Linked DNA regions of Mus musculus: regions 1, 2, 3, 5, 6 and 7 are each linked to region 4. A link is a contact called in public ChIA-PET and HiChIP or PLAC-seq data. All regions are on one chromosome and are shown on one strand. Each heading gives the region's core, a stretch centred on a gene start, on an enhancer-like site or on the middle of the called end of the contact. The rest is flanking DNA. Distances are from core to core; before and after follow the strand shown.

Region 1 (3,583 bases), core at 615-3,114, 590 kb before region 4:
TCCACAGTGTGGGATCTCTCTGTTATGTTTTTGAGACAGGATTGTATATAGTCCAGTCTGGCCTGGAACACTACAGTGTAACTGTGGATAACCTAGACCTCCTGGTCTTCCTGTCTCCCATTCTACCTCTCAAATGCTGGGGGTGCAGGGGTGGGCCACCACACAGAAATCCATCCTCTTTTTCTACAGAAGACCAGCTGGTTACACAGTGAGTTCCAGACCAGCAGGACTGCATAGTAAGACCATAGAGGAAAAGGTGGTGTTGGTGTGGTTGTTTCAAGACAAGGTTTCTTTGAGTAGCCCTGGATATCCTGGAACTATCTCTGTAGAACAGGATGGCCTCAAACTCTTAGAGATCCACCTGCCTCTGCCTCCCCAGTTCTGGGATTAAAGGTGTGTGCCATCACACCCAGCTTGAAGAGCTTTTCAAGACAGTGTCTCACACATCCTAGGCTGAAGACCATCTTAAGCTCCTGATTCTCCTGCCTCTACACCCCACCCCCAGGGTGCAGGAATTACAGGTGTACACTACTGTATCCAGTTTATCTGGTGCTAGGGATCAAATTGAGAGCTTTGTACATACTAGGCAAGCCCTGGGCTTCACCTCTATCTACCAAGTTTTCATCAAGGAATCTCAAACTGTAGCCCATTATCACAATTTTTGTGATACAGGTTTATCCAGGAGATGAATGAGACTCTTAAGGAGTGACATTTCACTTCACTGGGAGTAAAGCTAGCATCCTCTATCATTGATGGATGATAGATGTTTGTCTTTTAAGACAGGTAGCAAGAGTATTTAACCCACAGGCCAAATATGCTGACGCAGGCTCAAAGGCCTGCACAAATGCCTATGATGGGGTATGACCAGTCCCTTTCTAAGCCCACAATGGCCTCTTCCCCCACTGTCACAACCACAATGGTTTACACAACAAAGGGCTCAGTTAGAAATTTTCCTTCCTATGCAAGTTTCAAGTAGTTCCTTCCCTTCTTGACTCCCTCTCTACAAAAGTAGACATAAAAGGAAACAAAACAGTTTTTTTTTTTGATTATCAGTCATTCAACAAACATCCACACTAGGTTCTTGGTAATTAGAACGTAAGACTAAGGAGAAGTGGTATGTGTTGAAACACAGCCGGAAATGTATCCGCTGCGCTCCCTGGTGCAGCTCCTTCACCTCTCTGGATCCTGGTAGCCTGTCTGCCAAACAACCCTCACAGCATCGATGGATTTAGTCCTTCATCCATGCATCCCTAACTATTCCTCCTGCCTACCTCTGCTCTTTTTCTTTTGGAATCCTTTATCCTTCCCTAATGCCCTTTGCCTCTCCTCACCTAGCTCCTTCCTATTCCCTGACCTTTCTCTCCACTCACAGATCCAAAAGATCCCCCTCCCCTTTTGATACCCGCTACTGACTTCCACTAGCACTGCACACACCTGATGGATAGACCTGCATCCAGGTAAAACACCCACACACTCAATGATTCCCTTTTTTCAAAGAAATGCCAAGAGTTTGTCCAGCAAGGTGACTCAATTGGTAGAGGTGCTTGCCATTAAACACCGACCACCTGAGTTCAAGTCTCGGTATCCACATTCCCTAAAACCTTTGATCTCTCCCCACCTACTCCTTCCTATGACCTTCCTCTCCATTCATAGATCCAAGAGATCCCCTCCTTTCCAATCTGAGGACCCCCTTCTCCCCACCCTGAGGATCCCCCAAGACCCCGCCGACATACCTGTGACCAGAAGAGCTTTAAGAGTCATGACTTAAAGGAACAAGGCCCTGAAAGAAGTGTGAACTGTGGTATTTCAGGCACCACAGACACTTTGAGGAAGCCACCAAGGCCAGGAGGGAGGGGTAAAAACAGAGAAGTATGAGGAAAAAGCTATGAGAGACTCAAAGAAAGAGGGCGGAGGCTCTACAAGCACCCAGCCCTCTGTAGCCTTCCTCCGGGAGAAAACAGTCCCTGATGCCGTTTCCTGGCCCGAACCATCAGGGTTACACCCAAAGGTGCCATCTGACACCCGTCTACCTCTGGGATAGCTCAAATATTATGGAAAAAAAAAAAAAAAGCTAAGTAGTAGGCTCAGTGTTTCGGATCAGGCTGGTCTCCCAGGGGACCCACATCTTGCTCCCAGTACCCACATGGAGGCTCAGAAACTGTCTATAACTCCAGTCCCAGGGCATCTGGTGCTCCCTTCAGCACTCATGCACAGACAAACATGCAGGGAAAACACCCACATACATACGGCATAACAAATCTCTTCAAAAAGAAAAAACAGCCAAGAGTTGGTCCAGCTAGGTGACTCAGTTGGTAAAGGTGTTTGCCACTAAGCGCTGACCACCTGTGTCCAATCCCCAGTTTCCATACGGTTGAAGAAAAGAACCAGCTCCTCCCAGCTCTCCTCTGATCTCTCCATCCACGCCATGGTACATGCGCACACATACCCAAAGAGGAAAGAAACCATCGGCGTCTAGCCATAGTGTGGTGCTCTATATAATTCATGAAAGTATTTTGAAAACAGAACTTGATGTTATTATACACAGTGGAACTGAAGGATGTATTGGGAGATATTTAACCATTCCTGCCTTGCTGCATGTGGAGTCTACTCGAAGTTCTTGTTCTTAAAAAACAGTGGTTTCTCGTACTTACCTGGCAGGGGAGACACTATGATCAGGAAGGTAGTTTTCCCAAGCGAGGCACACCCATTGCACTTGGAATGTGCTGACCCGTGATTTTCCCAAATCTAGGATACTCGACTACGTGACTTATGGTATGGGGCACTGTGTACATTTCCCTTGGCTGAGAAAAAAAGTGGTTTCTTTACTCTCTGGGTTGTGTTTTGTTTTGTTTTGTTTTGTTTTTGTCTTGTTTACATCTACTTATTTATTTGGTGCGTGTGTGTGTGTGTGTGTGTGTGTGTGTGTGTGTGTGTGTGTGAATGCTTGTGGGTTTCAACTGTGTAAGTATGAAGGTCAGAGCACAGCTTGCTGGAGTCAGTTTTCTTCTTCCACCATGCAGGTCTCAGGGATCAAGGTCAGGTCCTCAGGCTTGGTGACAAAGCACCTTTACCTGCCACCTCGTGGACCTTGTTCTCTACATTATCAATGTGTTGTCCAAGCTGATCTTGAGCTCACTGACTCAGTCATCCTCCTGCCTCAACCTCCCCAGCCATAGACCTACAGGCATGCACCCAGGCCTGGCTTCCTTCTCTTCATCTTGACACATTTTCTATTGTTCCTAGTTATATTTTACAATAGTCGACGGAAGTAGATGTTTACCTGCTGGAAAATAGATAAATAAAATTCTATATACTTTGTTTCAAAGTTATTACATGCACACTCAGACACACACACATGTGGGGCAAGTGGAACCATGCCACCAGACAGAAGAACTGGTAAGACTGAGTTCAAATCCTTGAATCTCCAGAACCCATGTGAATTGTAGGAGTGGGCTCAACTCCCTGCCTAATTCTACCTGCTCTGGAACGCATAACCATGACACCCCACTGAGAGCCATGGTAGCCAGTCATACAGCATAAAAACCCTGGAGTTCTCCATGCTAATGAGGAATCTACATAGGCC
Region 2 (3,869 bases), core at 1,097-3,596, 890 kb after region 4:
CTCTCCCAGCCTCCCCTCTGCCCTCGGAACACCAGGCTTTCCCAAGCTCTGTTTCTGGAGCCAACCCAGCTTCCCATTTTGGCCCTTCCTCGGTATCCACGGCCCTGATACCCACAATAATCTCCTCAGCCAAATAACTGGTCTCTGTGTCCTCACTGTCTTGCAGGCTCAGAGTCACCTCCTCCAGCCTCCTCTTCCTGCAAGTTCCATCTGCCTCCCAAGGCACTACAGCCTCCTCCTCAGCAGCCTCGTTTTCTGTGGGCTTGGATTCCTCCACTGACTCTTCTGTCCCCGCCTCTGCTCCTTGGCTTCCCTCCAGCTCCGGGTTAAGTGCTACGGAGGTCAGTGCCTCCTCTCCTCCTGACCCGAAGACCTCTGGCTGTTGGGCCTCCTGGCCTCCTTCAGCCCGGATCTCCACTGCCTGCTCGGTTGCAGTCTGTTCCTTGCCTGCTTCAGCATCTGCTTTTACCTCCTGGCTATTTCTGCGGTCCACACCCCTACTCCAGTTTCCCCAGGCTTCTAGCTCAGGGCCTGCAAACCCCACAGGCCCAGGATATTCCTTCAAGCTTAGCACCCGCTCTGGGCTCAGGTCTGGAGCTCCACTAGTCTCTTCCTGACCCTTCTGTCCTTCCTCAAGTTGTTTAGTTAAAGCCTGGGAATGTCTCACCAGCTCAGGGTCCTGTCCTTCAGTGACCTTTACTCTCAATACCTCTGGTGTCATCTGGGCGGCTTCACTCCTCTCTCCCACAAACAACTCCTCAGTGCTGACTTCTGGAGAGTCTTCCCAGTCAGGTTCATCTTTAGCCTCCGTGTCTAGGACTAGCGTAGGCTCTGTGGCCCAGGAGTTCCTTTTCTCCCTGGAGGATTCTTCTGCCCGTACCTCTTCTTCTAGACTCACTCCATTATCCCTGATGGCTAAGTCTTGCCTCTCCTCATCCTCAAAGCTGCCCTCTGTTTCCTGTTCTCCCATAGCCTCCTCTTCAGCTATGTGGCCTTCAGTCATCTCTCCAGTTCTCTCAGCCTCCAGGGTCTGGATCGGAAACCTAACTTCAGCCTCTCTCTTCTCGTCGACCTCATCCTGCTGGTCTCCCTTGTCAGCCTCTTCTAGGACCCAGACTCTCCCAGTAGTTCCTGGGAAGTTGTCTCCTGGGTCTGACCCGTATTCTGTTCCCTGAACTCCTAGGCTATCAGCCCCCTCCCTGTCTGAGACTGTCCAGGCCTCTCTACTCAACATGGCCTGGTCCTCAGACTCGGCCCCGGGGCATTGTGTCCCCTGTGCCCTTGCCCTTTCACCATCCCTCATTGGGACCATCCTCTCCTCTTCCTTGTCAATCCCTTTGGCACCAAACCATTCGATTTCTGCAACCATGTCTTTGGCCACCCAGTCTATCTCTTTGCTGTCCTCTGTCACATGCTGCCCCTCAGTGCCAGCATTCCCCCCAGGCTCGCTGTGCCAGGTTGGCTGTGACTCCACCCCCTCGGCCATCCCTGACTCTGCTGCTCTGACCACCTCCTCCTCTTCTTCCTTCTGTTCACAGGTTCTCAGAGGCTCCCCACTGCTTGCTTCCTCTTCACCGTGCTCCCAGATCTCCTGGGCTGTATTACTGCTCCTGTCTCTGTGAGTCCCAGGCTCTGCCTCAGGCTTCAGTGGGACACTTGGCTCCTGGCCCCTGGCATCCTCAGCTGCCTTCCAGGACCCAGTGTCCTGCCTTTCTGCTTGGGGCCTTGCAGAGCTATCTGCTCTCCACCCCCAGGTCTGTTCACCAGCTAAACTTCCTTCTTGGCATCTTCTAGTCTCTTCGGGTGCTTCTACCCCCTCACTCTGGCCACTTCTAAGTCCCTCCAGTACCTCCTGGGCTTCCTCTCCTACAACCTTCCCCTCAGTCACCTCTCCCAGTTCCTCAGCTGCCTGTGTCTGCCTCTCTACTGTGGGGACTGTGTCTCCTACGAGGTAGGACACAAACGCACTGAAGGAGTCCTAGAAGAGAAGAAAGAAGAGTGAAGGCACTCAGGGGAGGTCTAACCACTTCCCCAGGAGTACACTGTTAACAAAGCCCAGGTAAGAATCAGGGATCTGGACGTCTGCTAAGGGACCCCGACAAGGCCTAGCTTGAATAAGTGGGTACACTTGTAGAGGCAGGAGATTGAAACCCAGGAAGGACTGGGCTAGGAGTCTGGCTGACTGTAGGAAAGGGAGCTCAGGCTTCAGGAGAGGCTGTAAGGGAGAGGAAAGGTGAGACTACGAGGAATGGTGGAAGTTTCGGGTATCTCTCTGCCCCTCTCACCAGTGCTCCCCTCAAAGCCTGATGTAGCCCAGGGAGACGAAGCCGGAGAAAATCCATCCTGCAGGTCTCTGTGTGTCCAGAAAGCTCACAATGACCATCCGTCCCCACCCACGAAGTCCTCCCCAGCACCCAAGACACTTCCTCTTCCCCTGACTCTCCCTGACAAATCTCCACCCCAGGCCCTGTGCACCTCCCCCCTGCTCATGGATGACTTCATGACAGGCAGGGGGATGGCTTAACAGTGTCCAGGTGACTCAGACTCGGGTGCACATCTGGAACTAAAGGGCAGAGGATCGGGCCAGAAAGGGGAAAGGGAAAAAAAAAGTGGAAACAGGAGACCTCAGAATTGGGTATGGGGGAGGGGGCATTCGGCAAGTGCAGCCTGAGTGACTCAGGTCTTGTATTCGCACCTCAGCCATTTCCGCCTCCTCCAAGCCACAGCCTTCAGTGAGAGGAAGCTAGGGTTTGTGGTTCCTGATTTATTTGGGGGAGAAGCTGTAGAAGTGAGGATAAGGCCACTGGAAGTTCTGGGTTCCCATTTTCAACGCCATTAAGATTTTTCTGGGGATGAAAGGTCTGGATTGGTGCTCAATGCCCACACCCTCACCTATGGTTATTCTTGTACTGTGGTCATGTGTCCTCACAGCTTACTGTGAGTTCCTTAAGGACAGAGGCTGCAGAATTTCTAGAGACTCGTTTGGGTAGGAGGATCCTTTTTCTCACTGTTTGAGTGATCTAGGAAGAACACCACAGGAGGGCATATTTCAAACGGCAAATCTTAATGACAGGTGGTTGAAAAGACCCGGGAGAAGTGGGCAGAGGCTGCTGGAATCCATAGCAGAGGAATAGGCTTGATGAAGAATGGTCAAGATGCTGCCCTGCCATCGAGTGGAAGGTAAGGGAAGGACTCCTTATTTGGAACTGTGAGGTGACACATTCCAACTATCCTCTCAGCCTCATTCTCCTAACTTCCAATTAGGACAAACGGCTGACATCACAGACCAGGAAAAACACCCATAGCAGCTTTCTCAGTGAACTTAGCACCTTTGCTCTATTTCTTACTGCTGAGTCTCTGAAGTCAGCTAAAAGTCTAGCCTCTGTTGCACAGTGGGGCGGAGGGACCTTGGTTTTCTCTTGTAAAACCAGGGGTTGGACAACTTTCGTGGTATTTGTTGTTCTAGGATAGTAAGGCAAAGGGGATTTAACCGTAACATCGTGAATATTGCCACAGATAATTCATAGAATGCTGTTTTGTGGGTGTTTATTTTTAATCGATCTACTCTCAGCTACTTCCCAGATGCTTATTATAGGTCTTTACAATAGGTCTGTAAGGACAACAGATAACACTTGAGGCTGGTCGCCTTTGCGCTCAAGCAGAACTTGTCCTTGGGACGTTGGGTGGGGTAGTGGGACATCCGCAGCAAAGTAGCCATAATTGTTTCAGGCAAGTAAGAGCTGCAGGAAAGAAGCTGAAGCCTTCCGCGCCATGACTAGTACTGGCAGATTTGGTCGGCGTCTAGAGCGCCGCTTTTCATGGCTCTACTTGTGGCTCCCTTCGACTCCAATTCAAAATCAGTGCTTCCA
Region 3 (3,503 bases), core at 696-3,195, 830 kb after region 4:
TTGTATAAAAACAAAACAAAACATTTCAAAGCCAGGTGTGGTGTCACATGCCCAGAATCAACCCCAACACTCTGGAAGCTAAGACAAGAAGATCAGAGTTCAAGTCAGCCTGGGCTACAAATCAAGACTGTTCAAAGACACAGACAGACAGACAGGTCTATGGAAGCCTGCTGGGTGTGTTGGGTAGTGTTTAGGACCAGGGTGTGGAGGCAGTGTTTAGGACAGGTTCCTCAATGCTACCCTGGGCATCCCTACCCTCCAGAAACACACCCTGGCAAAGCCGCTGCATTGTTAGCTTTTCCAAGAAGCCTTCACAAAAAAAATTAGCAGTGCCATGCTACCCACATACCTCTTGCCCTGGCACTGAGCACTTAAGTCTCCTCCAAGATGGGGCATGGTGGCACAGGACTGTAATCTCAGCATGCAGGAAGCCAAGGAGGATAGCCATTTAGAAGACAGGTTCAGTCTGGACATGGAGGTACATGCATTTAATTGTAGCACTCTGTAGCTAAAGGCAGAACAGTGCTCTGTAAGTTCCAGGCCAGCCTGGTCTACACAGTGAGTTTCAGGACAGCCAGACCTATATAATGGAGAGATGGTTTCTGAGAGGTATCGCACTGTATCTGTTTCTCAGTCCCCAAAGTGTAATCTAAAATCTAAATATAACCAAAAACTGCAGTGTCTTTCTGCCCATGTAAAACTAGTAGAACTAATTGCTCAGAAATGTAACTTGGCGTGGGAACCCGAGAATCCACCCTCAGAGGAATGCCTATGTAAGATTACAGCCTGATAAGCTATGGTGGATTTCTTTTTTTGTTTGTTTGGTTTGGTTTGGTTTTGGTTTTTGGTTTTTCAAGACAGGGTTTCTCTGTGTAGTCCTAGCTGTCCTGGAACTCACTCTGTAGACCAGGCTGGCCTTGAACTCAGAAATCCTCCTGTCTCTGTCTCCCGAGTTCTGGGATTAAAGGCATGTGCCACCACGCCCAGCCTATGGTGGATTTCTGTTTGTGGCTCACATCCCATAGCATTAGCCTGGCCCCAGATCATGATTTTATTAGAGTTCTCCTTATTAATCTCTAAGTGCATTGGAGTGATTTCTCACCTTAAAGTTGGCTACAGCTGGACATGGCTATAAAGCTGGAGCCAGATAGCATCATTTTAGGGAAATGAATATAATGTTCTCTCCTTTTCTTTTCTTTTCTTTTCTTTTCTTTCCTTTCATTCTTTCTTTCCCACAATTTATCTTATTTTTGTATGGGCATAATGGCATATACTTTTAATCCCCACAGAGGTAGGTGAGTTTCTGTGAGCTCAAGGCTAGCCTGGTCTACATAGTGAGTTCCAGACCAGCCAGGGCTTCAGAGTGAAACCTGCCCCATACAAAAGCAGAAAGAGGGGGGCTGGACAGATGGTTCAACTGTTAGACCATTTACTGCTCTTGCAGAGGACCCAGGTCCAGTCCATATAGCACCCACATCGCAGCTCACAACTATCCGTGACTCCAGTTCTAGGAGACCAATGCCCTGTTATGATTTCCTCAGGGACCAGGCACACACAATAAACATACACATATACAAAACTCCATAAAGCCAGAGTAACTGGCCATTGTGAGCTCTGAGAACCAAATTTGGGTTCTCAGAGCAACATGTACTCTGAGAGCCAGCCATCTCTCCTGCCTTTTGAGACAAGATCTCACCATGTAATTCATACTGGCTTCAAACTCGCCATCCTCCTGCCTCCACCTATAACGAATGCTGGGCGATCTGTTTTTTATTTTCCACCCCTATGCATGATTTTGAATCACCATGATTTGAAACACCACCATGTTTAGGTGTTTTTATTTATGTGTATGTGTGTGTGTTCCCTGGGGGGCCATGTAGGTACATGCATGAACCAGAACCAGGGGAAGTGTGATTGCAGATACCCTAGGAGGCCAGAAGAGGGCACAAGATGCCCTGGAACTGGAATTTCAGGTAGTGGTTCACTGCCTGAAATAAGTGTAGGACCTGAACTCTCCCTTGGAAGATCTTAACTTCTTAGCGATTGCTCTAGTCCTGGGGTCCCATTTTTTATTACTATGTAGATATGTACATTTTATTATGTGTATGTGTATGTATGTGTGTATATATAGATATTAAGGTCTATGGGAGCAGTTTGCCCTGGCAGAGAGCAAGAGAGCATACAGATCTTGTAGTGTCACTACTGAGCATTGAGAGCAGCTCCAGGCTGATTAGATCAGACTTATTAAATTCTTGCCAGGTGTGTGGTGACACAGGCCTGCAATACCAGTTTCTTCAGAGTCTGAGCCAAGTAGATCACCTGAGCCTAGAGATTCAAGGCCAACCTGGACAACATAGAGATATCCTGTTTCAAAATCAAACAAGGTTAAGTGCCTTATAAACAGCAACCTCTTTATTGACTGTAGCAGGCACCTGACACTGTTCCCACGTAGCCACAGTGTTTCTACAGGGAACAGACTTGATGAATACAAACATTTTTAGCTCAAGTAAAAGTCTATGCTATGAAGGAACTACTTCTCTAAAAATCATAACATTTAAAATAGAGGGCTTGCAAATCTCAGTATCTACTCCTGCGTAAGAGCCTGCATGTGCTGATCCTTGTCAGTGAGAGGAGAGAGATAGTACTTTTGTTATTGGTTATTGGGTTATTTATTATGTGAGTGTATGTGTAGTGTGTGTGTGTGTCAGGGGGTTTCAGGTCACAGTACACACATGTGGAGGACAGAGGACAAATTGCAGGAGCTGGTCCTTGCCCTCCACCTGAGATGGGTCCTGAGAATGGAAGTTAGGCTCTTAGGTTGGTGGCCCAGCACTTAGTTGTTGAGCCAACTTGCTGGCCTGGGCATGCATTCATTCATTCATTCATTCATTCATTAGACCTGGCTGGTCTCAAACTCCCAGAGATCCATCTGATTCTATCTGTGAGTGAAGGGATTGAATGTGTGCATCAGCATGCTCAGCCTACTTTTGTGTTTCTGAGACAGGGTTTTGTTAAGTTGACCAGGCTGGCCTTGAACTCATGATCTTTGTGCTTCAGCTTCCTGAGAGCTGGAATTACAGGTGTGTACCACTATAGTGAACTTGACAGGCTGAGTTTTTAGAGCTTCCCTGAACTGAGATTTCTGAGATTGGGTTATTGCCTCTGAATCCAGGATTAGAATTCCCTATACTAGGCTTCTTTGATTAACTAAACTCTTCTTAATTTCCTGAGACACTTCCTGGATGTTGTGGTCCAGCTGACTTGCACTGTCATTTTTTCCATGGCCTTCTCTGGGACAGGTGTATATCAAGCAGCCCATTACTCACTGTGCTGTGTGGTAATTTCCTCCCCGGACACTGTTCCCACCATCCAGTCTAGAAGCTCCTAGAGTACAAGGTACTGAGAGTTGCCCATTTTTTCTTTTTTGTTTTTGGTTTGTTTTCATATCCTCAGCACCAAGCAAGGGTCTTGCAATAGCCCATGCCCAAACACTCAAGCAGTAG
Region 4 (3,354 bases), core at 317-2,816:
CATGCTTCCGAACAAGAGAACAGAGAAGTGACAATTTTGGATTTTTGGGTTTTTTTTTTCTTTCTTTCTTTTTTTGGGTTTTTTTTTTGGGGGGGGGTTGTTTGTTTGTTTTCTGAGACAGGGATTCTCTGTGTAGCTCTGGCTGTCCTGGAACTCACTCTGTAGACCAGGCTGGCCTCGAACTCAGAGATCTGCCTGCCTCTGCCTCCCAAGTGCTGGGATTAAAGGCTTGCACCACCACTGCCCGGCTTTGGTTTCTTTTTTAAAAAGCACGAAAATATCATGTTTTTGTTTTACTCCCAGGTGTGGGATATGGGACTGCTTTAGATTGTCCATAGCAACTTACTAAGATTTGCCTCCAGCAGGGGCATAATTTTGCCAGCTACAGACAGGTTCTGCAATTGTATGACTTTTGGAATTCTGGGGACTTTTCATGTTAAGGCCCCCAAGGAATGGGTTGGTTATTGATTGGATGTTTGTTATTATTCACAAGAAGAAAGTAGATATCCTGATGGCGAAGATCAAACCTGCCCCAAGGAACTCGACACCCCTAATCAGCAGAAAGTAGCCTACCATCGCCCCATTCCCTCCCTTGCCTTTATTCGGAGATCTCTTTCCTCTCTATTCTTTTTCTTTCTTAACTAGTGTTAGGGGGTTGGGAGGATGGAAGAACCCACCAAGTAGCAAAGGATAGCGATAACAGGGCAGTCAGAAGAGTTTTTCATACTTAGTAGGATGTGGTTGGGTGAGTGGGTGACTGGACAGGCACATGAATTACCCAAAACCATATGGTCTTGCATTATGGAGGCTGCTTTGAAGGCTGGCTTAGTGGAACTGGTCTGACTTTAGTACTAAGCCAGGGCGGGGATGGAGGATAGGGAAGAGGGAGTGGTCTTTCACTTAAAGGGCTCACCCTGTTTGTAGTCATGACATCTTCCAACACCACGGCAAGGACCCTCCGAGAGGCCTTTTCTAGGGATGAAGGGGTCCCCAAAGGCTGCAGCCTCGGTCTTTTCGGGCTCCTGGCTTCCCATGATGCTCGAGATAGAGGCTGACGGCACAGGCTTGGCTGTGTAAAAGGGCTGGAGGGTGAAAGTAGAAGACAGTTGCCTGAACCTGTTGTTGCCTCTGTTGTAGTCGGGTGCAGCCGTCAGCATCCCCGTCTCCCGAGCTCAAGTCAGGCGGGCGGGGTACGCTCTCACCTGGAGTTCCCAGGCAAGTCCATGGGGGAAGCGGCGGTTCCGGGGAGTCCCTGGGGTATCCCAGGCTGAGGCCTGGGGTAAATTGGGGAGCGGGGGAGTGGGGAATGAGGGCCAGTTCCTCCCCCGGGACTCCGCCCTTCATAGTCCGCCTGCGGCTCCCGGTAGGGCACAGGCCCTTCCTCCAAAGGGCGCCCCCGGCCGGCCTCTCGGAGCCGGGTCTTCCCGCTGCAGCCGCCTTGATCACTCGGGCCCTGCCTGGCACCTGCCGCGAGACTGGATTGCGGAGGTTACAGCTCTCCCACCGCTCGAGCCTCCTGGGACCTTTGTCCCTGTTAGATGCCTCCCTGAGGTTCTCTGGGATCCGGTGGGATCCCGGTCCCGAGAGGCTTCCGTTTCCGCTAGATTCCTCTGTGGTCCTCGCCCCACCAAGCAAGAGCTCCAAAAGAATTACTCCACTTAGTAACAGCCCTCCCTCCTACCAGATCGCCTAAATTGGATCTCTGTGGAAAGAATCCTACTGCGCGGTTCTTCCAATCAGAAGCCGCGCAACTTGCCTCCTCCCACTGAGAGCTTCAGCTTAACGAAGTTCCCCTTGGGGGAGGCCTAAACTCATCACTGAACTCAGTCCGGATTCTGGGTTATAAACTGTCAAACCAACCGGTAGACCATTCACTCCAATCCCAGAAGGTCCAGCCCACCGGTAACATCCCACCCCAAGCCCCCGCCCTACTTGGATCCCCGCCCCGCGTTCTCGGGCGCCCCGGACCAGTTGGCTCAAACGTTTTCTTCTCCCCCCGCCTCCCGGCCCTCTCTCCAGCCCGGTCCCCCCCACTCCCACCCCTCCCCTACGCCTCTCACCGCAGCTTTCCAAGGATCCGGGTTTCAAACAGCTCCCACCTCCGGCTTCTTTAAAGCCTGCCTTATGCAGCGCTGTCCAACCGTCAGAGGCCTTCTTCTGTGTGTCTTAAGCACCGCCCAATTGCCGGTTCCGGTCTTCCGGGGTTAGGAGAAACTGCGTGAAATCTCCTGCCCGCCATAATACGTAGGGGCAAAGAAGCTCAATTGTGCCTGCACCGCCATTTTAATTGAGGGCAGTCTGATTTTAGCACTAGTCGACCGAAAAGCGTCATTTTTCAAAGGCTGGTCAGCGACCAACTACTATATCACGTTTCTTGTTATATTTGGACAAGTGTAGGAAAGCTAAAGTTTCTCCACCTAACGTAATTTTTCTTGTTCTTAACGCCGGTGAATATCGATTAAATGTTAAGGATTTGGGAATTTCCCATTTTCTTAGGTTTAAGTTCCTTAGGATTGAAGTTCCGGAAGTCGGGACGGCGGGACGGAAAACCTGAAGATCCCAAGTTAAAGAGTAGGCCTGATGTGGCCTCTAGCTTCCAATTCAGTTTCTGGAGAGACCAGGAACAGCCTAAGTGGGGAGAAGGCTGGGTGCGGTGAGCTTCATTCACTAGCATTTCTCTCTCTCCTCCCCCCCCCCCCTCCTTTCTTCCTAGGTAGTGTCTGCAGGCCACTCAGAAGGCGACTAATATAACCAACCTGGGGTTGCTTGGTGGAGCCGGTTCATTGTCCTTCCTGTTCTGGGCTGGCAGAAGTAACTCTTGGAAGAGGAGCCTGTCCTCTGCAGGGTGTCAGGTAGTCTTTTGGAATAAGAGATAAGCAGTCGATCCTAATGCTGGAGAGCCTGCTCCAAAGGACCTTTTGTTAGGAGCTGGACTACTGGTGGGGAAGAAGTGGTCATTTACTGGCATCTTGCACTATGAATGCGCCTTTACCACCTAACCAAAGCTCCTAACTCCCCAAGAATTAGCTGTTCTGTGTCTCAGTGTGTGTGTTGGTATGTGGAGGTCAGAAACCATTGTTAGGTGTCTTCCTCAATTGATCTTTTTGTTTTTGTTTGGTTTTGGAGACAGGGTTTCTCTGTGTAGCCCTGGCTGTCCTGGAACTAACTCTGTAGACCAGGCTGGCCTCAAACTCAGAAATCCACCTGCCTCTGCCTCCCAAGTGCTGGGACCAAAGGCATGCACCACCACTGCCTAGCTTGATTGATCTTTTTAAAGAAAAAAAAAATTACTTTTAAAAAAAGTATGTTTTTCAGATCTTTGTGAGCGTGAGGCCAGCCTGGTCTACAGACTTA
Region 5 (3,718 bases), core at 369-2,868, 770 kb before region 4:
GCTGGAGGACTGACTGAATGGATATTTGCCCGAGGGATGGTAAATGGTTTGCAGCAGCTTTTCCAAATGCCCCAGGGTAAAAGTGTCTGTGCTATGATTTCACAAAGCCCCTCAAATGCCTGTCCAAGGAGTCAAAATATAAATGTGAAGGCCACAGAAGCCACCAAAGGGCTTTAAGGGGAATGACAAGATACACTCCGGCAACTGCGGTGGGAGGGTATTACCAGAGAAAGGAATATGTCAGGAAGAGCGGCTGAAGTGGTCATGTAGTCCAGGTAACTTGGCTTGAACCAAGTTAACTTTTATCCCTGCCAATCAAAAGGCAATACGGCCCAGCACAGCAGGCAAGGTTAGAGAGAACTTGGCATTCCATCAAGCCTACTGTCAAACACATTACTTGCAATCTATGCAAGTTTAAATATAAAAATGCTTCACTTTAAAAATTAAGATTTTTGTCAAAATTGAGATACAGGACAGGCAATGATGCAACTTTGTTCCCATCATCACCATAAGGAGGCGCCAAATCACCCGGTACACAGAAAGGCTGATCCTCTGCTGGAATTTGTTTCCTGTGTTTAAGTACCCACTTATGCTTGGAGTCTGGGCACTGTACATTTGAATTTCATTTTCTACTCAACTTCAATCCTGTCGGGTAGCTATTGTTATTACACAAAGAATTCTTGCTTTGGAGGGGTTGGGTGATTTGCTTGGTATGTCTGACTTTTAAACTCACTTTCTAACTTTTAAAACTACACTTTCTGGCCTCCTGCTCTTCCATGTGAAGCCTTGCACAGGGACGGGTACTGTCCCCGAGAAGCACCAAAAACAAAGTATAAGCCACTTGCTCAAAAGTGAGGCAGGAGTCAGTATCTACTTCTGGTCTGGGCAGGTCCAGGTCTAATTTATGGAGAGAGCAGTGACGTCACATAGCATCACACCTGAGGAGATGAGTGGCGCTGCACCATCACAAAGCATGTACTCAGAGGCCTGGCATAATGGAAGGGCAGCGCAGATACTGTGGGTTGGAACCTTTCTAAGAAATGGGGGCGGAGCACTTACCCAAAGGGAGAATGCCTCCAAGTCTCCGCACTTCGGCCCGGCACGCCCCTTCTGTACAGCAGTTGGCTAGAATGCTGAGCGCCAAATCCAGCGTCTTGCGCAGGCGCATTGGCAACGAAGGCGTCAAGAGCGACTCGGCAGCGGGGGCGTGGCCAGGGGTAGAACCAGCTGACGCAACCGACGAAGGGGCGGAGCCAGAGGCTGCTTGGGACGGGGCGGGGCCCGCAGCAGCCGTTCGGCGGAGCAGGGCGAGAAGGGGGCGGAGCCCGCCGCGTGCCCGGAAGCGCTCAATCCCCTCTGCCGCCTTGATGTGGCGCGTGCGAAGAGCTAAGAGCGCGCGGCCCAGGGGTGTCTCGTTGGTAGCTGGGTCCTTTCCCCCACCTGGCCCCTCCCCGGCCGCCGCCGTGAGCTGCGCGAGGCAAAACGAGAGCGAGTCCGTAAGGGCCGGTCTCGCAGCCGCCATCTTGGCCCGGGCCTCAGGCTCCGCCCCGCGTCTCGCCGGTACTCTGAGAGAGCGGAACTGGAAGAGGGGGGCGTGGCCAGGCTGCTCCTCGGAATAGCGCCGCCGCAGTTATCTTGCGAGTCGGAAGTTCAAGTTCTAGATTCTGGAACTCCGGTACTTGCACAGTCGCAGAAGACATGGCGAGAATGGTATTTATCTGTGGGAAAGTAAGAGGCGCGTGCGGTGCATGCTGGGATATGTAGTCGGCGCCAAGCTTAGTGCAGTTTAAGTGGGTGAGAAACTCCTCCCGGGGCCGAAGAGTGAACTGTTGCTCCTAGGATCAGACGCCCCGCGGTGGAGTCTTAGTGCTGTCCTGTGCTCCCCAACGTGACTTAGCCACTTCGCTCCCGGTACGTCCTTGTCGGCGACGTTCAGACTTGATTGGCAACCCTCAAAGCGCGGTGATCAATGGCTCCGAAAGCCGGACTGACAGACTCGCAGAACCCCAAGCCGTTTCAAAAGTGCTAAGTTCCCGACAGAAAGGTCTCGCCAAGCGAATGAAAGAGTTAAACCTACCGGGAAAGTTCGCTGCCACTTCCTAGAGTCTCTCGGGCTTGGGGACCTTTCCGTTTCCGGTACCGGCCTCCAAGCCTCCAGTGCCCCGTTCTCCAACTGTGCTGATGAGTTAAACGGGTGGCATTTAGGAAACCGAGCGCTTTTCGGCCGCAATGGAACTTGCGGCTCCAGAAGTGACCAGGGAGAATCTAGATGGGGCTAAGCTGCTGGAGAACCGGACGTCAAAATTCCCGGGAGCCCCCAGGTCGCCCCTGGATCGCGAGACCGCGCTACATGAGCGCCCCCTCCTGGCGCGGCCGGAACAACCAGCCCCCGTGGAAAAAATGCTGGACCAGCAGTACTTATGTAGGTCAGGCTCTGGCCCCAAGGAAGAAACCTTTGTCAAGACCAGTGATCCTGCAGTCCCCAAAGCTTTCAAGTGTAGGGATTGTGGGTTGGCTGTACCCAGTCTCTCTGATCTCATTCACCATCAAAGCAGCCATGGGTGTGACCGCCCTTACAGCTGTCCAGAGTGTGACAAAAGCTTCCGGCGTGGCTCAGATCTGGTTAAGCATTACCGAGTTCACAGTGGTGAAAAACCATACCCCTGCCCAGAATGTGGCCGTTGCTTCAGCCTCAGCTCTAATCTCACTAAACACCGTCGTTCTCACTCAGGTCTCCGGCCGCACAAGTGCATGGAGTGCGGAGAGGCCTTTGGTCGCAGTGCAGACCTAGCAAAACACCAGCGGGTGCACACTGGGGAAAAGCCCTATGCGTGTGCTGAGTGTGGAAAGACTTTCAGGGTTAGCTCCAACCTGATCCAGCACCAGCGAACTCACACTGGTGAGAAACCCTACCGCTGTGGCCTCTGTGGCAAGAGTTTCAGCCTGAGCTCTAACCTTTTACAGCACCAGCGCTGTCACACAGGCGAGAAACCCTACTTCTGTGCCTGGTGCGGAGACAGCTTTGGGCGAAGTTCCTATCTGCTAGAACACCAGCGTTCACACACGGGTGAGAAGCCCTACAATTGCTGTGAGTGTGGCAAGAACTTCACCAACAGCTCAAACTGCCTACGGCACCAGCGCACTCACAATGGAGAACCGCCCTTCAGGTGTCTTGAATGTGGTCGTGGCTTTAGTGAGATCACCATGTTCACTGAACACCAGCGCATCCACTTGAGCAAATGACCTTTCCAGAATGTGGCAAAAATCTCACACCACAGTTCCATCAATGTTCACACATGGGCAAGAAACCCTAGAAGTTTCCTGATTGCAGCTAGTATTTTTGTGGACACCAGCCTATGCACACAAGCAAAGGCCTTTCATTTGCAGGTTTGTCAAGAGCTGCAGTCAGATTTCCCACTTGCTCTTCTACCAGGTGACCCACATGAGCAAGAAGACCTCCATCTGCCCCTTAATAAGGCAAGCCTTTGCCCATAACGCTTAGCCTTGTCTAACATCAATGGGTGTTCCAAGATGAGAGTTTCTGCAGTTATCCCTGGCTTCAATGAAGGGACCAGAGTGTTGTTAGTTTTTTTTTTTTTTTTTTTCTTTTTTTCTACGTCCCGAAGGTGACTTAACTAAGGGCCACTAATGGGGTTCACAAATGGCATCTGGGTTGAGCCACAGGCTAGACGAACAGCACTAGAGCTGTGTCTGCCTT
Region 6 (3,801 bases), core at 373-2,872, 690 kb after region 4:
GGAAGAGAACACCCTCAAAGCCCTGCAATGGACAAACGCCAGTCACTGGGGAAAGAAAGCCAGTTTGTGCTGGGCCACTGGTACTCTGAAAGGCAAAGGCAGATACTTTTAAGGAAGAAGGGATGAGGTTAGGTCAAAGGCCAGCCTAGGGTCAGAGATCTCAAACTCACATATTTCCAGCCCAAAGTGGTCTTGCAGTTCTCACAGTGGATGTCAGCGACAGCATGAAGACCTGTCAGCAGCACCCGCTCTTCTGCTGGCCCGCAGCCCACATTCACTCTGTGGGGACAAAGGGTAGTCCCAGGGAGGGTCTCAGCAGCCCAGAGCCACCCTCTAGCTAGTATGTTAAGTGTCTGGTCTTAGCCTCTAAGAGGAGCCTGATCATGGCTTCCTGTCAGAAACAAGGGACTCTGGGAATATCAGCATACCAGGGAGTCACAGGTCACAACAGAGGTCAGGAAAAGAAAGGAAGGAGATGAATACTCACACAGAGTTGAAGAGGTAGGCACGTCCCTGACTGCCCTGGAAGGACTGGAGGGTAGTGGGGAGACGAGAGGAGGGGGTTAGGGCTATTGGTGGGGAGTTGCCAGGCAGCCCATTGCCATTCTAGACTAAAATGTGACCTGCTTACCTTGGAGATGAGGTCGTCGTGGTTGGCCAGGTGAGCACGGCAGTGGGCACAGCTATACCTCCGGTGACAGTCATCCAAGTAGGCCTGAAACGTCTTGGGCTTTGAAATCCGCACCATGGCGGGGGCCAAGGGCAGTGGCCCCACGCGGGGAGCGGCCCACGGGGAGCAGAGGGAGCCCAGTGCCTGCCAGGAAGGAGAGGTGGACGATCAGGACTAAGGCCACACACATGTAGACAAGCCCAGAACTATGGGGACTCTGTCACACTTGGCTGCTCTCTCCTTTCCCTAGAGCCAGCAGTCTCACCAGGGACCAGAGTCATCTCAGTTTTGACTCACTGAGGAGGCCTCAGGTTGCATCAGCGGGTAAACTGAGGCTAGGAGGAGCTCTAGGTGAGTCACCCACCAGCTTCTGGCCTCACCCCTGCTGAGCTGGCATCTGAACTGGCATCTGAAACGTGAAGAAGGGGCTTCAGAGTGGATGGGCTGCCAGTTTTCAGTTTTGAGGAATGGGGGGGGGGGGCAGAAACTGACTGGTCCTTGGGACCCTAGTTGGACTAGTGATAGGGCAAATGTGGGGTATATGGAGTTCGCTTGGGGAAAGGGTCTCTCACCTGGAGGAGGCAGGCCTCCCCAAAGGAAGAGGGTCCCCTAGAGAGAGGAGGGGTTTTTACCTGCAGGCGCTGAGCCTCATCTCCGCCGAGGGGAATCTTACCTGCATCGCCAAGCCTTACCTGAGACCCCGGGGCTCACCTGGGGCGAGGGGATGGGGGCGTGCGCGGGGGAAGGGGCAGTCCTCGCTTGCGGGGCGGGGGCGCGGGGCAACGCGCAGAGACGTCGGTCCAGGCCTCACCTCGCCTGGGCGCGTGGAGGGCCCGGTCCGCGGGGTGGCCTGGCCTGGGAGTGGGGGGCGCTCCTGATGGGCGCCGTCCCCCCCGGCCCGGTTCACAGCCGCCTCGACTTGTTTACACCGAGACCAGCTGCTGCCGCGGCTGCGGCGGGAGGGGGAGGGGGCCGGCCTCCTGTCCCGGCGGCCTTCGTGGCCAATCGGAGCGCCTCATGCAAATGAGGGGGCGCGTCATACGGCGGCCAGCGCAGGCTGGGCTGCCCTTCCCCCTGCTCCGGGCTCCCGCTAGCCGTCTCGCCCGGAAATGCGGCTACGACTTGCAGCCTAACCCAGAGGCTAACCCGGGCGTGATTGCACCTCTGCTGCTCTGCTATCTCGGGTGCTCAGAGACAAGGATCCTAACCCGGCATGGGGCTAATAAGAGCGTGTTATCTGTATGCAAACCCCTGGGAAATAGTCGTAATTGTCTTCGTTTATCCACAGACCACTGTCTCCATTTGACCAGTTTCCTGAGGCTTGGAGAAGAGATCCTCTCCAGAGATTATCCAGATGGTAAGAGTCAAAGTTGGAATTCACACTTTTCCCAAGCACGTGGAACAGATTGTTAGAAGGGAACTAAAGGTGTCCTTCTATTAGACTCCCAGGAACCAACGCTTTAAAAATCTCTACTGCTGAGCATCATCTGCTCCAGGCATTCTCTGGTATGCCTGACCTCGAGGTTTCTGTAGGTCTGACCCCAGTGAAAATGTCTGTTTAATCGTGTGTCTGGTATACTTAGACTTGTGTTCACTGCAGAGTCCCAGGAACCAGGCAGGCTTGAAAAGTGCTGCACTGGGAATATTTATTAAATGAACTCCAATGTTGGAGATCAGAAAGTGGACAGCAGGTACTGTGGGAGAGCCTGCGAGCTAATCCATGCCTGCCTGCTGCAGTACAGCTCAGCACATAAGGTGCCCAACATCAGTAACATGAGGAAATTCCGTCCCTTGCATATGCCTGGGTCTCTTAATGGTTTCAGGACAACCACTCATCTCTGAATCTCTAGAGTCTAGGTCCAGGACGCTTGGGCTAGCATGCTTTAGAGTGGAGGCCAAGCTGGCACAGGGTGTGGTGCCACTCTGCTGGGTCTGGAATGTAGTGGAACAAGTGGGCCAGCCTACTGACACCCCCAGGCTTTTATTTGCAGGGGTGTCAGTGGGCAGAGTCTCACTTTGTAGCCCTGGCATTATAACTCACAGAAATCCACCTGCCTCTGCCTTCCAAGTACTGAGGTTAAAGCCTAGGCCTAGCTCACCACAGGCTTTCTTGATCTCTCCTAAGATGCTATGTGCACTTGCTTGCAGTAAACTCTGAGCTGCATTCATGGTATGCAAGCCTTCTACCACCAACTTCCATCCCCAGCCGCTAATGCCATCTTTTTAGCCTCCCGAATCGACCCTCCAACCCCTTGTTCCATGAACTATGTTACTGACAAGAAAATATTTATTTTTTAAGAGAAAGACAGGACAGGGCCTCAGGCTGAGGAGGCTGGGTCTCTTCTTCCTGCTTGTCCAGGTAGTGTCTCAGGGCTGTGGGGTAATCGGTCATGACGCCATTGGCTCCCAAGCTGAAGGCCACTTCAAAATCCGATTCTTCATTAAGGCACCAAAATAGCACCTGAACAGAGGAAGAAAACAAGTTAGTTTCCAAACACCAACCCCAAGCTTCCTTTCGCGTCCAGGAGGTGGCAGCCCCTCCTTCTGCACAGACCTCCCAGAACCGGGTGTCCTGGAGCTGATGGTTATCTTTTTTAGAAATTTCCAAATTGGTTATTAAACACAGCTCCTGTCAAAACTTAGGTATAGGATCTTGGAGCCAAGTGTGGCCATGCATGTTTGTAACTCTGCACTTGGGAGGCCATCTGGGCTACACAGAGTAGCAGCCCGCTGGGGTTAGCTAGTAAGCCTCTGCCTCAAAAACAAATACATAAACCATGTAATTACATGAACTTGCAGTTGAACAGTCTCAGAACTCAGGATGCAGAGGTAGGTGGATCTCTGCAAGTTTTAGGCCAGGTCTATATAGTAAGTTTTAGGCCAGCCAGAGTTGACAGTGAAACATTGTCTCAAAACAAACAAGGAATTCAATAAAAACAAAAGTAAAGCTCTTAGTGTGGTGGTACAATGTTTGTTTTTATAGCACCGAGATAGAAGGGAAAGGAATGCAAAGATACCTTGTGTTACACAGGGAGTTCAAGGGCCAGCCTGGGCTGTATGAGACCTGTGACAAACAATCCAAGAGCTGGGGCTGTTGCTCAATGGTTTAACCCTGGCCTCTTATGTGCAAA
Region 7 (3,538 bases), core at 517-3,016, 590 kb after region 4:
ACACACACACACACACGTTTGAGAGCTGCATGCTTTTCGTCCTGCTCCTAAGCCCTCCCCAGGTTCTGCTGGCCTCTGTGTGCTAGGACATCTCTGTGGGAGAAGCTGAAACAGCCTAGACTGTGGAATGAATCCAGCCCAGAGGAACTGGAAGCTCAGAGAACACTGCTAATTTTCCTTTGGGCCAGGCCTCACCACCCATCTTTTTACAATAGGAAACAGTGGAGCCTATTCACTCGGAAGTGGGAAAAGGCATCTAGCTTTTTGGCTGCTGGTTGATCCTAGAGTTCCAAGGCTACCCCAGTGGGATTGAGTGCCAGAACCTATCCCTAGATGTCGCTTCCTCTGATTTTTGAATCCTTGCAGAAATTCATCCAGGGGTTTTCTTACCTGTCCTGTTTTCTTCCTTTTCTCCAGGTACAGGTCAAGTTCTTGGGGCCCACTTCTGAGTTTAGAAGACCTATTACAAAAAGTGAAGAACTAGACTGTGGGAAAATAAATGGCTTTTGACTACTATTGTGTAAGGTACTTACTGGGGATTGGATTAAAGTAAATACTGGGGACTTTTCCTTGTTGACGTAAAAGAATTTTTTTGTTTTGTTTTTCGAGACAGTTTCTCTATGTATCCCTGGCTGTTCTGGAACTTACTTTGCAGACCAAGCTGGCCTAGAACTCAGAGATCCTCCTGCCTTTGCCTCCTAAGTGCTGGGATGAAAGGCACATGCCACCACTCCATGGGGGCTTTTCTTTCTTATTGGGTGTGCTCATGCCATGGCCCGTGCATGGGGGTCCCAGAGCAGTTGTGCTCTCTTCCTCAACCCTTGCATGGGTTCAGGGGATAGAACACAGGTTACCAGCCTTTTCTCAGCAAGCACATACTTAGTCATTTTGCTCCTGTCCAATTTTGTGGCACTGTGGGTTGAATGTAGAGCCTCGCCTACACTAGGCAGGCAAGCACTCTACCACTGAACAGGCTCCCCAGCCTTGTTTTGTCACGTCTCACTATAGAGCCCTAGCTGGCTTCAAATTCAGAGATCTGCCTGCCTCTACCTCTCAAGTTGCTGGGATGAAAAGCCTGGGCCCCCTGGCCTGGAACTCAAAATCTTTGGATGTCACCCTCTCTAGTTTCCTGATGATTAGCGTCTTGTTACCCTTGTTGACCTTAGTTTGAAATACAAGTTGGCATAGGTCACTTAAAACTGTGGCCGTGTTGGTGGATTTGCTTTGGAAAATATTTGTGGTTTTTTGTTCTTTGTTTGTTTGTGTGTCTGTTTGTTTTTTGTTTTTGATACTGGAACTCCATTAGGTTACATACCCTGCAGAACTGGTATCCTCCTGCCTCAGCCTCAGCTTGCTGAGTGCTGGAATTGTAAGCATTAATCTAGCACTATATACTCTTTAGACACACTGTGAACACAACTGTGCTACTTTGTCATTTGTTTTCTTCCATGAACTTAAATTGATGTTCTGTGTATGAAATGCTTAATGCGTTTTGGCAAGTTATACAATCCTACTGGACCTCAATTTTCCAGTAGGGATTTGACCCATTGGGTTTTCCGAACTTTGGCACATCGTTCTCGCACTTGGGAGCTCAGGTTTAGTTTAGATACTTGTGAACATAATAATGGTCCGGTTTCCCGCCTTTCCGGCGCCCAGCTGCCAGCAGCCTTGCTTTACTCCTTTCAGCCTTTACCCTGCACGCAGGCGCAGACCACAGCTTTCCTTCCTAGAGCACCCCCTCAGAGCTTCCCCTAGCAACAGGCTCAGTCGCAGCGCGAAAGCGTGGCGGGCGCATGCGCCACAGCTCTCTCCACCAGCAGTCCTTGGACCGCGCGCTTGGGCTCCACCCCAAGCAAGCCAAGCCTTTCTCCTCTCCTCTTCCCACCAAGGATCCGCGTGGCGGGGCGCGCGCGCACTTGGGCTCGAAGGCAGCTTGTCGTCTGGGCCGCGGCGGCTACTGGCGAGGGGCGGGGCTATTTCCTTTGGGGCCCCACCCCTTTGGCCCGGCGTGCATACCGCGCCTGCGCGCTCCCGCCCGGTCTCCATCTTGGAATTGGGAGGAAGAGAGAGAGGGAGAGAGAGGGAGGCCGGGACGAGAGCAGGGCTGTGGTGCGGTGAGAAGCTGAGACGAAAAGGAAAGGGAGTGAGGCACAGGGACCATCAGCAGCGCCTCCGCTACAGTCCTTCAGCTGTTCCGGAGAGAGAGGACGGGAAAGGGAGTAGGCCAGGGCTGGAGTAGGGGCTGTCACTCTCGGACCCCAGCCTTAGAGGGGCCGTGCAGCCGGGCGTCCTCGGGGTGGGCCCCTTGTCGTGGCCGAAGACCTGGGGCTCAGGCCCCTGGGTCCCAAATTTTGGGGCTTGGTCCCTTGTTTCTCAGATACCCAGGTATCAAACCCTCGTATATCAGATATCTGGGACCCAAAGTCCCAACCTTTACAAACCTGGGTCTCTGTTTTATAGAATTTAAAATACCTGGGATTCAGGACCCTGTGTGCACCAATATCCGGGGTTCATCCTCCAAGCGATCAGATATCGGACTCATTTTTAGCCCTTGCAAATATACGGGGCTCAGACCCCACAATCGGAAATCCGGGATTCAGCAACTGTCGCCCTCGAGTTGGGGGAGGACTGGACCGCGAGGTCAGATCAGGTTGTCACCCCCTCCCCTCCAGGGGAGGCTTCCCGGGCCCGCCCCTCAGGAAGGGCGAAAGCTGAGGAAGAGGTGGCGAGGGGGAAGGTCTCCTTGCCCCTCTCCCTGCTTGTCAGAGCAACTGGAGTACCCCAGGCGGAAGCGGAGGCGCTGGGGCACCATAGTGACCCCTACCAGGTGAGAGACATGGGTGTATGGGCATGAGCCCCTCTGGTCAGCTCCATGCCGAGAAGCTGGGGCTGGGTAGGCCCTCTCCTCAGGATAGGGATTCCTGTTGGGCCCATGGTCAGTCTCTGGCCAGCCCAGTCTGCTTCTGTTGCTACCTCTTCTCCCTTTCTCTTGCCTTCATTGTGTCTGGTTGAAGGGGTACTCTCAGGTGACAGGGCCTGTCTTGTCACCAAGGGTCACGCCCTAGGATGCTTAGCCAATCAAATGGCTTTCCACCTTTCTAGTCTTTATTAATTTTGCCCTCACAACCACCTCTTCATGATTTTATTATACTCTTTTTTTTTTTTTTTCCCCAAGACTGCTCTAGGGTGTTGATTCCCATGTAGGTGGACTGGCTTATTTATTTATTTAGATTGAGACAGCCTTTCTGTAGCCCTGGGTGGTCGATCTGGCCCTGGAGTCCAGTCTTTAACCTCTTTACAGTTTTGACTACAGGTGCAAGCCACCACACTGGGAACTTATATTTTTTTCTGGCTTGGTTTAGTTGGAGTTTTTGTCCTTGCAAAGGTGTGTGTGTGTGTGTGTGTGTGTGTGAGGGGGTAATATTTCCTCCAGCCCTGTCTCTTGCTGAGATGGTGTAAATAATCTCATATATTTGTCAAGTGACCTATCCTTTACAGAGCGCTTTTGCATACATTTTTTTCCATACTACATACTCCT

Evidence for each region. ChIA-PET counts read pairs in DNA pulled down with a chosen protein or histone mark. HiChIP or PLAC-seq counts read pairs in DNA pulled down with a chosen protein or histone mark.
Region 1: a contact with region 4 is called in an RNA polymerase II ChIA-PET map of memory CD8 T cells, with 6 read pairs. The contact joins the promoter of Itgam here to the promoter of Prr14 in region 4. A contact is called at or near these places in 3 of 115 datasets of contacts at active chromatin or transcription factors (bone marrow-derived macrophages, memory CD8 T cells and microglia).
Region 2: a contact with region 4 is called in an H3K27ac HiChIP or PLAC-seq map of double positive thymocytes, with 4 times the contacts expected there. The contact joins the promoter of Apobr here to the promoter of Prr14 in region 4. A contact is called at or near these places in 1 of 39 promoter capture datasets (pre-B cells), 1 of 484 Hi-C or Micro-C datasets (uterus), 2 of 115 datasets of contacts at active chromatin or transcription factors (double positive thymocytes and memory CD8 T cells) and 1 of 9 other capture datasets (adipose tissue).
Region 3: an H3K4me3 HiChIP or PLAC-seq map of bone marrow-derived macrophages shows a contact between it and region 4, with 4 times the contacts expected there. The contact joins the enhancer-like site here to the promoter of Prr14 in region 4. A contact is called at or near these places in 1 of 39 promoter capture datasets (neutrophils), 3 of 115 datasets of contacts at active chromatin or transcription factors (T-cell acute lymphoblastic leukemia, bone marrow-derived macrophages and memory CD8 T cells) and 1 of 9 other capture datasets (liver).
Region 5: a contact with region 4 is called in an RNA polymerase II ChIA-PET map of memory CD8 T cells, with 6 read pairs. The contact joins the promoter of 9130023H24Rik here to the promoter of Prr14 in region 4. A contact is called at or near these places in 2 of 39 promoter capture datasets (erythroid cells and pre-B cells) and 2 of 115 datasets of contacts at active chromatin or transcription factors (memory CD8 T cells and microglia).
Region 6: a contact with region 4 is called in an H3K4me3 HiChIP or PLAC-seq map of embryonic limb bud, with 4 times the contacts expected there. The contact joins the promoter of Ypel3 here to the promoter of Prr14 in region 4. A contact is called at or near these places in 5 of 39 promoter capture datasets (the C10 cell line, hematopoietic stem and progenitor cells, hippocampal neurons and 2 more), 1 of 15 datasets of contacts at CTCF or cohesin (large pre-B cells), 1 of 484 Hi-C or Micro-C datasets (B cells), 9 of 115 datasets of contacts at active chromatin or transcription factors (bone marrow-derived macrophages, embryonic limb bud, embryonic stem cells and 6 more) and 3 of 9 other capture datasets (adipose tissue, liver and macrophages).
Region 7: an RNA polymerase II ChIA-PET map of memory CD8 T cells shows a contact between it and region 4, with 277 read pairs. The contact joins the promoter of Taok2 here to the promoter of Prr14 in region 4. A contact is called at or near these places in 7 of 115 datasets of contacts at active chromatin or transcription factors (bone marrow-derived macrophages, embryonic stem cells, extraembryonic endoderm stem cells and 4 more) and 2 of 9 other capture datasets (adipose tissue and liver).

Annotation. Positions count from the first base shown.
Region 1 is chr7:128,060,921-128,064,503 of GRCm38.p6, reverse strand. It overlaps Itgam (integrin alpha M), which reads right to left and starts at 1,864. Exons shown (of 30, transcript NM_001082960.1): 1 at 1,734-1,864. The coding sequence starts at 1,761. It also overlaps the pseudogene Gm22809.
Region 2 is chr7:126,583,485-126,587,353 of GRCm38.p6, reverse strand. It overlaps Apobr (apolipoprotein B receptor), which reads right to left and starts at 2,346. Exons shown (of 4, transcript NM_138310.1): 1 at 2,286-2,346; 2 at 1-1,978. The coding sequence starts at 2,342. It overlaps Cln3 (ceroid lipofuscinosis, neuronal 3, juvenile (Batten, Spielmeyer-Vogt disease)), which reads left to right and starts at 1,537. Exons shown (of 18, transcript NM_001146311.2): 1 at 1,537-2,059; 2 at 3,074-3,180.
Region 3 is chr7:126,635,758-126,639,260 of GRCm38.p6, reverse strand. No RefSeq gene overlaps it. Among named protein-coding and RNA genes, the nearest start is that of Sgf29, 12 kb to the left of the region's middle. Within about 2 kb of position 1,945, at least 32 of the 459 cell types and tissues checked have an H3K27ac peak or open chromatin away from gene starts, as enhancers often do. A contact at or near this core is called in bone marrow-derived macrophages, where this site is marked.
Region 4 is chr7:127,469,826-127,473,179 of GRCm38.p6, reverse strand. Prr14 (proline rich 14) reads right to left here and starts at 1,566. Exons shown (of 11, transcript NM_145589.2): 1 at 1,203-1,566; 2 at 914-1,082. The coding sequence starts at 1,225.
Region 5 is chr7:128,235,931-128,239,648 of GRCm38.p6, reverse strand. 9130023H24Rik (RIKEN cDNA 9130023H24 gene) reads left to right here and starts at 1,618. Exons shown (of 1, transcript NM_177001.3): 1 at 1,618-3,718. The coding sequence starts at 2,230. The coding sequence ends at 3,243. It overlaps Armc5 (armadillo repeat containing 5), which reads right to left and starts at 2,292. Exons shown (of 6, transcript NM_146205.2): 1 at 1,060-2,292. The coding sequence starts at 1,522.
Region 6 is chr7:126,774,784-126,778,584 of GRCm38.p6, reverse strand. Ypel3 (yippee like 3) reads right to left here and starts at 1,622. Exons shown (of 5, transcript NM_025347.3): 1 at 1,482-1,622; 2 at 632-814; 3 at 488-531; 4 at 171-279. The coding sequence starts at 748. Gdpd3 (glycerophosphodiester phosphodiesterase domain containing 3) reads right to left here. Exons shown (of 10, transcript NM_024228.2): 10 at 2,940-3,131. The coding sequence ends at 2,958.
Region 7 is chr7:126,883,195-126,886,732 of GRCm38.p6, reverse strand. It overlaps Taok2 (TAO kinase 2), which reads left to right and starts at 1,766. Exons shown (of 16, transcript NM_001163775.2): 1 at 1,766-2,827. It overlaps Tmem219 (transmembrane protein 219), which reads left to right. Exons shown (of 6, transcript NM_026827.1): 6 at 418-514.